Regions from separate parts of the Bombyx mori genome. Here region 2 is linked to region 1. A link is a contact called in public Hi-C data. All regions are on one chromosome and are shown on one strand. Each heading gives the region's core, a stretch centred on a gene start, on an enhancer-like site or on the middle of the called end of the contact. The rest is flanking DNA. Distances are from core to core; before and after follow the strand shown. Region 1 overlaps E75 (nuclear hormone receptor E75). Region 2 overlaps E75 (nuclear hormone receptor E75).

Region 1 (6,656 bases), core at 2,021-4,520:
TACGTTCCCACGGTTTTAGAGTTTATAGTTTAAATACGATGTTTATGACTGAGCGATGTCCGTCTATTTTAAAATACATGTGCCCTTAGTTCCATATGCGAGTTTGCCCTTTCACAATCCTTAATTACGGTTGAATATTAAATGTTTTCGCAATAGAATACACTCTAATTTCGGTGTATGTGTGTGTGTTTACATATTACGTTGTGTATAAAAAGGTAGTTTTCCCTGAATAAGTACTCATAACACTAAAACTGCCGGCAGTTCTTGTGTACCTATTCCAGCCGCGCTCGGTCAAATTGACCGGTAACTAAAAAAGTTTTCGATTTTATTAGTAAAAACAGAAAAAATAACTAGACGTAGCACTAGTAAGCAGTCATAAAAAAATATATATGCATATATTCTATGAATTATAGTTTGATGACTATGTGAATTGATAATTTAAATGTGTTAATTTTACAGAAGTTTTTTTAATCGATCGATTCGACTCGTACTGCTTAACTGTTATTGAAGAACAAGAGAAACAAAAAACAAAAAAAAAGTTGAAAAACAGTTATGTCGTAACGATGGGTATTTTCCGTTCAGAGCGCCTGGACGAGAGAGGTCTGCACGATATGACGCGAGCGCAGAACAAATTGGGGTCAGGGCGGCGCGGGCGTCGACCCGCAGACTCTGACGGTCTTACTCCCCTCCGCCCGTCACCCGCTCACACCCCGCTCACCCCTGAGCCTACCTACTCCCTTGTCCCCGCTTTTCTGATAACTTTTACTCGCCACTTTCACTCAAATGATATTATTACGTTGCGTAATCTTTATCCAACACAACGTTGCGCTTTTAATATTATTCATAATTTAATTTATAATAATGCGCGATGTTTATGGATAACTAACCGGTCCGTGAATTCGATTTATTTACATCTCGTTAACTAATTTTAGAAAAAATTATATACCATAATAAGTTTAATAATTTGAAATTGAATTAAACATAACAAAATTATGTAAGTGTGATTTAAAAAATTAATTAATTAAATTTTTCTAAACGGTTATGTGACGTAATTATTTTCAATGAGATAGGTCGTTAATTATTTTGAAGTTTGAATAAATGAATCATTGGAAATATAGATTATATGCATTTTCTAGTCCGGTGACGCCGACTTGGTCTCTCTAAGCCATCAATCAGCTTCGGTAGAAAAAAAATGCGTTTAATCAACAAAATCCATATACTATCTATCTATCCGTATACCCATAGCAAGTTGATTGAATTGCTGCCTCTTTATGGTTAAGTAACAAGTAGGTGAAGGATGGCGAAGTGTAATGATGAAATTCTTACAAATCACATGTTTACTTCTCAATATTAACACAAATAACTCGCCTTCGAGTTTAACAACAGTGCTTTCGTTGATATAAAATAATTGGTTAACATAGATTTGTTAACATAAATCAAATTTGATTGCGTAAATTAACTAACAAACATAATCAAAATATGGCAATAGTGTTCGTTTTTTGTGCGCGTCACGTTTTTTGTTTTGACGATTTCTTAAGAACTTTAAGTATTTGGACGGTACATATGCTGTTTTGAAGTAAATAATTAAGGTTACCCACATAGTGTATGTGTGACGTTACAGGTACGGATTTAGTGTGATTTAAACAGTTATTTGTGTGTGGGGTGCGCGGCGCAGAGCGACCAACGTGACCCAATTGCGGGCGGGTGAACGAACTCGAGGCCTTGATCGCAATACCGAGTCGCCGCGGCGCCCGCGCCCCGCACCCCCCTCTCCTCGTACACGTCACACATTACACACGCAACACATTGTTTCAATATTATTTTTACCATACACGCTTCGTAAAATAAAACATTTACGATCGATCACACGAGTTTAGTTTACGTCGCGTAAAATTATGATCGACGTTTTTTTTTTTTTTTTTTCCAATACTCTAAACAGTCTTATTACTTTAAGGTTTTATTACCAATTTGATTTATACTTCTAATAAATCATTTCTCGACAAATAAGGAAGAGGTTTTACTCGAACGAGTGCCGAATTAGAAATACCTATAATGCTTAATTAAACTAATGCTTCGAAATGTCAAATAATTAATTTAAGTTTAATCAAAAAACGTGTGTTGAGAAATAATTCTAAATGGATAAATATGTAATTTAGTTTACCCTATAAGCTATCAATCGATAACGAACGTTGAGTTAGGTCAGGGACTTGACTTGAATTGAACATAAAACAGTTAATTTCCATAAGAAATTGTCTGTTTATTAATAGACTGTGTTGTAATAACTTGCCGAATCATTAATCTTTATAATTATTTAAAAATAATTGAAATTCAAATAAGATTTTCTTTACAGGATACTCCCTAATCTAAATCAAAATGTAACTATATTAGTTATCAAGTCTGCCCAGTTATAGTGCCTAGGCGCATAGCGAAAAAGAGACAGTAAAATTTTGTTGGTGACTCCGCATAACGAATCTATATTGCGAAACAGAATGTTGTCACTATTTGCGGGTACAGAAGTGCCATGAGTGGGAGTGGGACAGCCGTACATCTCAAGGTTTCTTGTGGATTATTATTAGAGTATCTCCGCTAGATTATTCCGAGTCGACCTAGATAGCGCGCGGGGCCGTTGACCGCGGGCCCTCCGACTGCGCACGCGGCCTCCAAAATTAAATGGCATTCAGCGATGGGTTCCACTTGCGAAATACTCAAGTCAACCATAAATTCTGCTCATAGATTCGCATGTTCTCCTTGCTGATCATATATTTTCCTATCATATATAACTTTACTCATACCATGTTGATCTGATTAAAATAACACCTAACTATTTTAACTTCATCATTTGAAGTATATTCACAAAATTAGTTATATCGTTTTTTGAAATAATATTAAAAGATTTCCCTAAAATTACCGTATTCGGAAACTGGCAATATGTATTCATAATGAATGGTATTAAAAAAAAAACGATCTTGTTGCGATTACATTTTAAATCTAAAAATAGTTAGTTCCTACTTTAGATATATATATTTAAAAAAATAACGTTTTTTATTATTGACAAGGTCCAAAAGTCAAAACATTTAATTGGTTACTTCATTGTTTCAATAGTTCAAAATGTTGTGTTTAATTTCCTCAAAATATTTAAAATTTAATTCCTAGTCCGACGTCCGACCGATTAGAGAAAAATGGGAAGCGGGGGGTATGGAGGGGTGCGGGAGCGCGATGGTGATTAGCGACGTCGAATATAGCCGGGAAGGCCGAGGGCAACGAACTCCGTTTGCCCTAGATTCGCGGCCAGCCCCCGCTTCACCTGCACCGCCCCGCATTCGCCCGCCATACCAGTCTCGTATGAAAGTGAAAAGGACTTCTTCTATCCCTATTTATTACTACAGTTATTTAATCAATCGCTTTACAGAATCATTCATGGTAAAGATTATTATTATTATATCATAGTGATAACCTAATATTTATATTCGTGCGGGGACGTTCGTTTACACGAAATGAATGTTATGAGAATTTGATAACAATAAACAATGAAATACAAATAAAATAATGAAAAGCTAATAATTAAAGGCGACTGATACAAAAAAAATTAAGTTTAGAAGCATAACTGAGAGAATGTGATGGTGGTGGTCGTGAGGATAATGATGGGACTGACCTGCTAGGACCCTGCCCAGGAGTAGATCGGAGTCGTTGGGCGGCGATTGAGCAGTAGCGTCGCTGGGCTCGAGTTGGTGGTGGCACTCAGTGACCGTCATGTCTGTCGGCGGGAAGGAGCGCGGGAGACGCGTGAGGCAGCGCGTCAGGAGCGCGTGCGGCCGGCGGTGGCGTCGACGCGAATGGCGCGCGCCCGCTCTACGCCGCCCGCACACGTAGAACCAGCTACGGGCCGCCCGCCCCTAACGCCACCCACCCTTACTACACTTTTTGGTTTTTCAATTTGTCATATAAGTCCATTTTCCACTATAAATACTATTTCTTCCTCATTACTCAACTATGTAACAATTTTCGATAAAAAAAAAAACTTTTTGGTTCGTTGCAGACCTTTTTTGTTTTTTTTTGTTCTCCTATGTTTCGAAATCTATTTTAAAATTGGAATAAAAAATTTAGAAAAAAGGAAGATTACAATAATTATTTTTTTTGGTTTTGGAACGGAAGATTACAATAACTTATTTAAAAATAAGAACGTCTCTATAGGTATTAAATACTCAACGACATATTAATGAAATTATTTGTGTAACCAAATATATAAGAACGGTTTGTGTTAATACGTAATCTCTGAAACGGCTGCATCATCGTGTGATTACGAATCCAAATGTCAAAGATAACAAACACCATTGACGTTTCAAAATCTAAATTCAGTGTTTCACTGTATGACTAATCTAGTTTATAAAGCAGATATTATTTTTCTTTGTCTACGCCTTATCCCCCTAGGTGGAGTCGGCACAGCATATTTTCCTATTCCGTTCTCCTCTATCAGCGATCATCTCAATACTCACTCCTCTTTCCCTCATATCGTCATTGACACACTCCATCCATGACTTTTTCGGTCGACCTCTTCCCCTCTACCTTGCACTACCATTTCCATACATCTCCTAGGAACATGCATCTGCTCACTTATAAAGCAAATATTATGTCAATGTATCTCTCTTTCAGTGCATTTCTAATCGATCTAATCGATCTCCGAATAAAGAATTAAAATAAAGGCGACGCGTCATTTTTACATTTCAAAAACAACTCAATAAAATTTAATAAAACGCATAGTAAAGTGGACGTCTAACATTTTTGTAACTGTTTTTTTAAATTGTTTGTGCAACTACATGCGACAGAAATAGGCAGGGTTGTCCTATCTACAAATGGGATCTTACAACACTCTCCGGACCACTAGTATAATATTATTATGACTCTCGAGTAATAAGTGGTAGTAAAGCGAAAAGAAATATACGTACCTCACAATTGAAAATTCAAACACAGGTTACTTAAAAAAGAATAATAACAAAGGCTAATTTAAATGTCTAACGAGAATCCTTGCTCTTTTTAATTTAATTATTTTAAGCCGAAGACGGCTTAATTAATTAAATGAAAATGAGCGGATTTAAATGAGGATCAGGCTGCGAGCACTTACAGATTACACATAGTGAATTAGTAGTTGAACAATGTTTAAATCAAGAATGGTAGAAAAAATTTACATCAAACACGTGAGGTAGAATCGTCACATGTATGGAAAATTTGCTTTGAAACAATACTAGAATACTTTGTATATTGGAATTTTATATGTGTTCAGTATTTTTTCCATTCCTTATTAAATGTATACAGTGCCATCGCAAAGTAAATACTCCATTGCAAATTTTATCTTAGAATATTATAGTCGCCAATTAACAAAGACACGGAACCCTAAAAAATATGCCTGCCTATGAGAACACTGGGAAAAGTAGGCCACGGGCGCTTCTTCCTTTGTCTTTCAATGTATTTTTGAATAATTCAACAAAACCAGTTTAGAAGCTTTTTGAGTCTTCTATTTCCAAATAATCACAATACGAGACTACATTCTGTGTATTCATTTAATTATTTTTTTTATGTTAAATAGGTATTCATAAGTCATACGTAACATAAATATATTAAGATTTCAAGCGACTGTCTTATTGATTTTTAGTTTCGTGTAAAATTTTTTTTTTTCCAACCTTACATCTTATCAATTTTATCATATAAGAACAAATACATAACAAAAGAAATTAAAGTAAGTCGTCGTGGTCTAAAAGATAAGACGCCCGGTGAACTCGTATCGAGCGATGCCATTGGGCCGATGTTCAAAACTCGCAGGCAGGTAGCAAATTTTTATTATGAAATGTATTATACGTTTTTCCTACGAATGATTTCCACGATGAAGAAATAACATTGTATAATAAAAATCAAACCCGCTATGATGTCTATGGGGTCCACTTAACACCAGGTGAGCCGTGAGATCGTTCGCCCGTTTACGTAATAAAAAGATTAGTAAATGCGATTAATATACAATGCTATGTCAAGGAACTGTATGTGCATTTTCTTCTACTTGACTTTTTCCCACCGGCAGGGATGAGCGAAACATAATCAAATTATAACATAAATATATGTACTTGGTGGACAGATTTACAAGATGGGTGGACGAGCTCACAGCCCAACTGGTGTTAAGTGGTTACTGGAACCTATATACATCTATAACGTAAATGCCGCCACCCACCTTGAGATATGAGTTCTAAGGCCTCAGTATAGTTATAACGGCTACCCCGCGCTTCAAACCGAAACGCATTACTGCTTCACGGCAGAAATAGGCAGGGTGGTGGTACCGACCCGTGCGGACTCACAAGAGGTCCTACCACCAGTATTGTTTTTAAGTGGAGTAGAAGTAAAATTCATGTTTGCAGAGATTTTTGGCAACGTACCGTCTGGCTTGGAAATGAGCTTACGGATATTACTCGTCCGTCTCTCTCTCTCAGATTCTTGTCTGCTACAGAAGATTCAAGCAACCTCAACTAGGCTTTTTTTGAAAAAAATAATTATGGAAGGATGCCTTTATATTTGAACTATTTGAGTCACTATGAATAATAAACTCAATCAAAAGATAAACGCAGATATTTCGACAAGCCTTTTTTTTAATGCTTAGATTGGTGGACGAACTCACA
Region 2 (6,543 bases), core at 3,333-5,832, 34 kb after region 1:
GTCTCAAGGTATTTAACCAATGATACAACGGTTAAAGAATTTTCAATGGTGACAGTAAATTGCAGTTCACTTTATAACTAAAGGATATGACCTCAAAATTATAAATGCAGCCGGCAAGCTCGACAAACAAAGCAGCATATAAATATTATTCACACTTACGAGCTGTAACCGTGTGATTTAACAAATAGATATTGTTTATATACAACGGTAATAAAGAGTCGAAGTAAGGCGATTGTGAATATCTTTAAAATATCTGAAGTAACAGACTAATTTCATTGAAAACCTTAAAGGTGGGTAACGGGACGGCGAGGGGAGCTAACGCGAATGGTGGGGGGAACACGCGGTACGTGGCCCAGTTTCGCGCGGGTGCATGAACTTTAATGAGGTAAGGCCACCGACCGATGTGGCCGTCACACGATCTTGCACTCTAGCTATTGCGTGATAAAAAATATTTTCGTATGACTATTTAATCGGCCACTATATCGTCACGAAGCACCTAACTACATGAATCTGGGTGTGTGGATGGTTCCATCTGCGGCGCGACCTTCACGTTTATCGGCCCGGCGAGATGCTATGTACATTGCGAATACCACTTAAATTCACAATCATTGGTTCACTGCCTCCAAACTTTTATTGTATTTACGTCATTTCATAGCGTACGTTTTACGGTAAAAATACGGCTATTAAGAACAAAAAAAAAACACTGAAAATCCAGAATAAATTACGTAGAATATAATGTTTTCTATTGAGAAATCTGTGTTAAGCAATTGTCTCGATACATTTGATAGGCCCCCCGTGCGTTCGAGAAAAATATTGTAGAAAAAACAACACGAACTTCTTCTTCACATTCTTATTCTTTGATGTCATCAACAAGTTGTCTATAAATGTTAATTTGCTTTACATGAACTTTTTTGATTGCGTATTTTGAATATGTGTACAAATATCTGTTTAACAAAGATTTGTGAAAGCACATAACATTACATTGTATATATAGTTTTGCTTCACAACATTTTGTGTACATTTAGGTCACATTCGTTGTTTATGTTATAGATTTAAAAAAAAATAACATCCAAACGAATTCACCACACAATACAATTTACTGGTGGTAGGACCTCTTGTGAGTCCGCGCGGGTACCACCACCCTGCCTATTTCTGCCGTGAAGCAGTATTGCGTTCCGGTTTGAAGGATGGGGCAGCCGTTGTAATTATACTTGAGACCTTAGAACTTATATCTCAAGGTGGGTGGCACATTTACGTCGTAGATGTCTATGGGCTCCAGTAACCACTTAACACCAGGTGGGCTGTGAGATCGCCCATCCATCTAAGCAACAACAACAACAACAAAAAAACAAGTCAAAGCGAAAAAGTTCTTACACATTGTAGTATTGTTCCAATTTTGTTCTTCGTTTGAAGATGATTTTATGAAACGTGAAATTCTACGTGTAGGTGGAGGTAGGTAGAGTGAAACGGCTCATGAATAACACAATAGTGCTGTGATATAGGTCAGATACATCGTGGATGTAAACATCAGCTACTGGAGTGACATCCGGACGTATCATTTAATCTCCACCTAAGCACGTTTCACAACTGGGGCATCCTTATTTCGACTTTTGTTTTGTAATAGAAACACCCAGACGTCCGTTCGTTGCGAGTCAAGTATATGGTACTTGATAACGAATATTTCATTGCATTAATATGATTCTTGTACCTTCGATTAACTTATCGTTATCCTTCTTCTTCCGAAAAAGGCTCTCTTCCATCTGCCGGGAACGTGTTATGAGCTTCTTCGGACACATCATGCGATTTCCCAGACATGAATTAGAGAAGCTCATAATTACGGGTCGCATAGAGGGCAAGCGCGCCGTGGGCAGAACACCAACCAGATGGTCAGACCTAGTAAGAGAAGCACTTGGTGGTAGTCTGTACCATGCGGTCCATGCCACCCATGATCGAACACAGTGGAAAAATGTCGCATGTGGTCGCGATCCTCAGTAGTGAGGGAACGATATAGAAGAAAATCCTTCTTTTTCGTCGCTTCCTCATTACTGAGGGTCGTGACCACCTTGGTTTAGTTTCTGCACCAGTTTCCTCCAATGTTGCCTGCATTGGGCCTGCTTAATGGCGCCCGGGACGCTGGTGTTTGTGGCCTCCTTGACAATGTCCGTCCACCTGGTTGGCGATCTTCCTCGACTTCTCTTTCCTTCCACGTGACCTACAACTATTAGTTTTTCCAAGTTGTCAGGATTTCGTCGGGCCACGTATCCGAAGTACTTGAGGAGACGCTTCATATCCTTTATGCTCATCCTCTCAAAAATATGTACTGTGATGGCATCCATTGGCGCGCGCCATCCATTGTTGACATGCTTTCATTAGCTTGAACTGTATTTATATACATATACGAGTATATGTGATGGAAACCTTTCAACGTATTTTTCACAGACTTGGAGACGTCCTATTACCTTGAAAATTTGTACACGGGTCAAAGATTGATGGTAATATAATAATTGTATTACTTTACCCAATTTTAGAACTTCGGCAATGCCAGGGCAAAGCCAAGCCGCTGCCTACCGTTAAGTACTCTCCACAAGCCTCGTTTGAAGAAGGATATGTCATAGCGCTCGAGAAACACCGTGGAGGGGAGCTCATACCAAAGCCGGATGGTACGTGGCAAAAAAGATCTCTGGAAGCGCACTGTGGATGAACTCTACTCCGGTGGCGGGCGGTGCGATGGTAAAAACGAGATGACGGTATCATCTCAAACAATTCCTCAGATCACTCCTACTAATATTCTGACCTCCTCCTCAATATAAGAAGAATACTCCTAATATTCTGACCGGGATCATTTTTGCTTTTTATTTCAGTTTACAAGCGTAAATCTTTGCGTTCTCTTTGTTCCTATTTGAAGGATATGTCTGCTTGAAAGCAATAGAAATATTTACTTAATTTTTTTAAGGCGATTTCATTGTTGGCCTATAGACACAGCTCACTGAGTTTCTCGCCGGAACTTCTCAATGGGATGCGATTCCGATCCCGTGGTAGATTCAGCGAAGCACTGCTCTTGCTAGTGCTAGCAAAATCACTCAGATTGGACTCGTGAGCTCACCTACCCGTCCGGGCGTAGCTGGAATAGCCTCTTAAGCTACCAGCGTATAACTAGGAAAAACAGTCATTGTCAGTTGTCTCTAAATGGGCTCTATATCACTTAATACCGGCTTTTTTTTATTGTTTAGATGGGCGGACGAGCTCACAGCCCACCTGGTGTTAAGTGGTTACTAGATACCATAGACACCTACAACGTAAATGTGTCACCCACCTCGAGATTTAAGTTCTAAGGTATAGTTACAAGGGCTGCCCCACTCTTCAAACCGAAACGCATTACTGCTTCACGGCAGAAATAGGCAGGATGGTGGTCCCTTCCCGCGCGGACTCACAAGAGGTCCTACCACCAGTAAATGTGATGTGAACTGTGCAGGCTGCGATGAGAACGATTGCCTATCTACGACGATCAAAAAGACATCATACACATATGTACAGTCAAATAAGTACGTATGTATGATAATTGAAACATGAATCTGCGTAGGGCATGTACATAATCCAAACAAGTGCGTAAAACAAGAGTAAACAACCTACAATTAGAGCAATAAACTTCATCAAGAACGGTCTTTAATTTCGTATGATAGTCAGGTAATTATCTTGTTATGTTTTCATAATGATACGTGTTTATCTTAAAATTTGCATGTGAATGCAGGCGCGGGGGAACAAACACGACGCCACTGACGTTAGTGTTACGATGAACTTTGTCGTTACCTTCGGTATTGTGTGAAGGATCCCGCCAACATCTGCCAGTGTATTTTGATTTGAATAAACAAACTCATTACGAGCGTGACGTCAACGCGCTGCTTTGTGCGTCGGAATTCAGAATTCCTCGCGTCAAAATTAGCATTACATTTAAATTTAATTAATGCGATAAAGCTCTAATTTTTAATCTATTTTTAAACTGGGTCCGCGTCAAGGTTTCACCCGTAAATTCGTTTTTTCGACAACAACCGGTCATTTTTAGATTCGTAATGTACGGGTTTCTCTGTGAAAATTGGAATGATCTATGGCTCCGTCATGTGGTGGTGCTGTGAAAAAGACGGACAAACCAACAATAAAAATTTACGTATTGTTTTAGATAAGAATAGAAATATTTGTTTTGAATATTAGGATCAGCTCTGTTGTTGGCTAATGGGAAACCTGGACACGGCGACCGTCTCTGACGATATCAGGTGAGCACATGTTCGATAAATAAATCAAGGTCTAACGTATTTTTCCGTTCGCGAATTCGGCGATACGATTCGGGTCGAGATTATTATTCGGTCGAGTATTGTGCTTGGTCATTGAATCGCCTGTTTAAATTATCAAGACCATTGAAACATGAAACGCAAACATATTTACGGCATGCAATTATGTTTTAAATTAATTATGATAATGCATGCTGTTTGGTTAAAACTGTGGTTTCGCGCAGTTAGACCGTGTCATTGGAGGTCAGATGAGCCTCGTCCCGCGCCCGCAAGCCCGCCGCCCGCGCCCCTCCCGCGCCCGCCGGGAGCAACAAACTCTGCAAGGTTGCGCGGCGGCCGCTTGCTATCGCTGCCTACAGTTACGATATCGCCCTTCTCCGGCAAACTGCTTTATTTTATTACGCTCCTGTCATATCGATATTACACCTGAAGGTCTTTTGGATTAACTTACCTAGATAATGTATGGAAGACGCCTTTAAAACAACAACCGTTCTATTGAGAAACCACATTTTTTTTGTTCTTCTATCATGAATTTCACTGTGCTTTCGTTATTACGAAACAATAAAAAAAATCATTGATGGTACACGATAATGCTGAATGGTTATTGTAAAATACACATGAAATGTAAATTTACATAAATTATGTTGTATAAAAAGTTAGAAATGCGTCACATTTACACGTATCAGTTTTTTTGGGTCCAAGGCAAACGAGCTTGCAGGCCACCTGATGTAATGTGGTCATTGTCTCTCGTGGTCTATGGCAATGACAAAAGCAAAACGGGGTCGTTACCAATACACGCAAAACAACTTATGCTGAAGCAAAAAACCTTCCCGCTATACCGCACCACAAAAGGAGTTTTTACATTAATAATTTTAATATTATCAGATTATATTTGTAGCGCTCAAACAGGAGAGCAGAGCCATCTAGCGTCGAGTAGCAGAAACTTAACCTCAAATAAATGTGGTTTATTTTTTAATGAGGAGTTTTTTGTTGGCAAGTAATATATAGTATTTAAAATATTAATTGTGCATAAGTTTTTGTTTTTTTAACCTAGAAAGAGAGAGGCAGAGATTCATAATGAGTCATTAAATTATCACCTACATCCAACTACTCTGTTCTCTAATAATAGCCATACCGATATCATTGAGAGATCGACTTCTGCCTCAAGATGTCTCATGGTAGGCGTATAGCAGCATTCTTGTTACGGTGTCTGTGGATTCCGTAACTATTTAAGACAGGCGGGCGTCATTTGCAATCAACTCCAATTTTAAAAATATCCAAAAAGTGAGTGGAAAATACTGACTTTCAGTTTATGATGTTTCGTATTAAATTGTTTTGTTGTTGTTTGCTTAGACGGGTGGACGCGCTCAGTTGGTGTTGAGCCATTACAGGGACCCGTAGTCATCAAAGAGCGAGTCCCGCCCCTACTTTGAGACACGAAATCTTATTTGTTTAGTTTAACGGCTGTACGTATGTGGTATGGACATATTGTGATGCGTAGAGAGAAGATGCATGTGACTAGGAGATGTATGGAAATGTAGTGCAAGGTAGAGGAGGAAGAGGTCGACCGAAGACATGGATGGAGTGTGTCAATGAAGGCTCATAGAAGAAAAGAATGGAAGAGAAAAATTAACTGTGCCGACCCCACCTAATGGGATAAGGTGGAGAAAAAGAAGAGGAGAACGGCTGTACGTACGGCCGGAATGCAATACTGCTTCACAAAATAGAGAACGTAGAATAATACTATAGACAAGACGGTTATTCCAATTGCATAAGCACTTTACCACCAGTATATCATCAGTATCAGAAACAACATGCAATTATAAAAAAATACACTAAGACCCAAATACTTAAAATCTAATACTTGATGATATTATAGATTAGTAGTTTATATAGTGCGATAAACCATTTATTGAATAGTATATTATAAATAGTAACAGCGAATACCAATAATACTATTATAAAATAATAATACTACAGAATAATTAAATCCGGCTCGCCAATCAATAACTAACCAGTGAAGCTATCGTAAATGTACTTCTACAAAAACTTTGTTAACTAATTCTATTTGCTATTCACAGCACAAGGCTATAAACATATAAAAATAGGTCAAACCATAATGGGCAATGTAATAAACAAAATGATCTCACTCATTTGTTTTAAAGGGAGCGACGACCGAGTGACGCATTTTGTTACGTGGAACGTGCTAAAGAACTGATCGCTGACGTAGTACAGTCGCAAAATCACCGTCCGGCAGCGC

Evidence for each region. A called contact is a pair of places that touch in the nucleus more often than the background predicts.
Region 2: a Hi-C map of midgut shows a contact between it and region 1, with 1.5 times the contacts expected there. The contact joins two enhancer-like sites. A contact is called at or near these places in 5 of 7 Hi-C or Micro-C datasets (middle silk gland, midgut, posterior silk gland and 1 more).

Annotation. Positions count from the first base shown.
Region 1 is chr10:7,892,906-7,899,561 of ASM3026992v2, forward strand. All of the region lies in intron 1 of E75 (nuclear hormone receptor E75), which reads right to left. Among protein-coding and RNA genes, the nearest start is that of LOC134199506, 58 kb to the left of the region's middle. Within about 2 kb of position 3,271, at least 7 of the 8 cell types and tissues checked have open chromatin away from gene starts, as enhancers often do.
Region 2 is chr10:7,925,834-7,932,376 of ASM3026992v2, forward strand. The region is part of intron 1 of E75 (nuclear hormone receptor E75); the gene reads right to left. Among protein-coding and RNA genes, the nearest start is that of E75, 40 kb to the right of the region's middle. Within about 2 kb of position 4,583, at least 7 of the 8 cell types and tissues checked have open chromatin away from gene starts, as enhancers often do.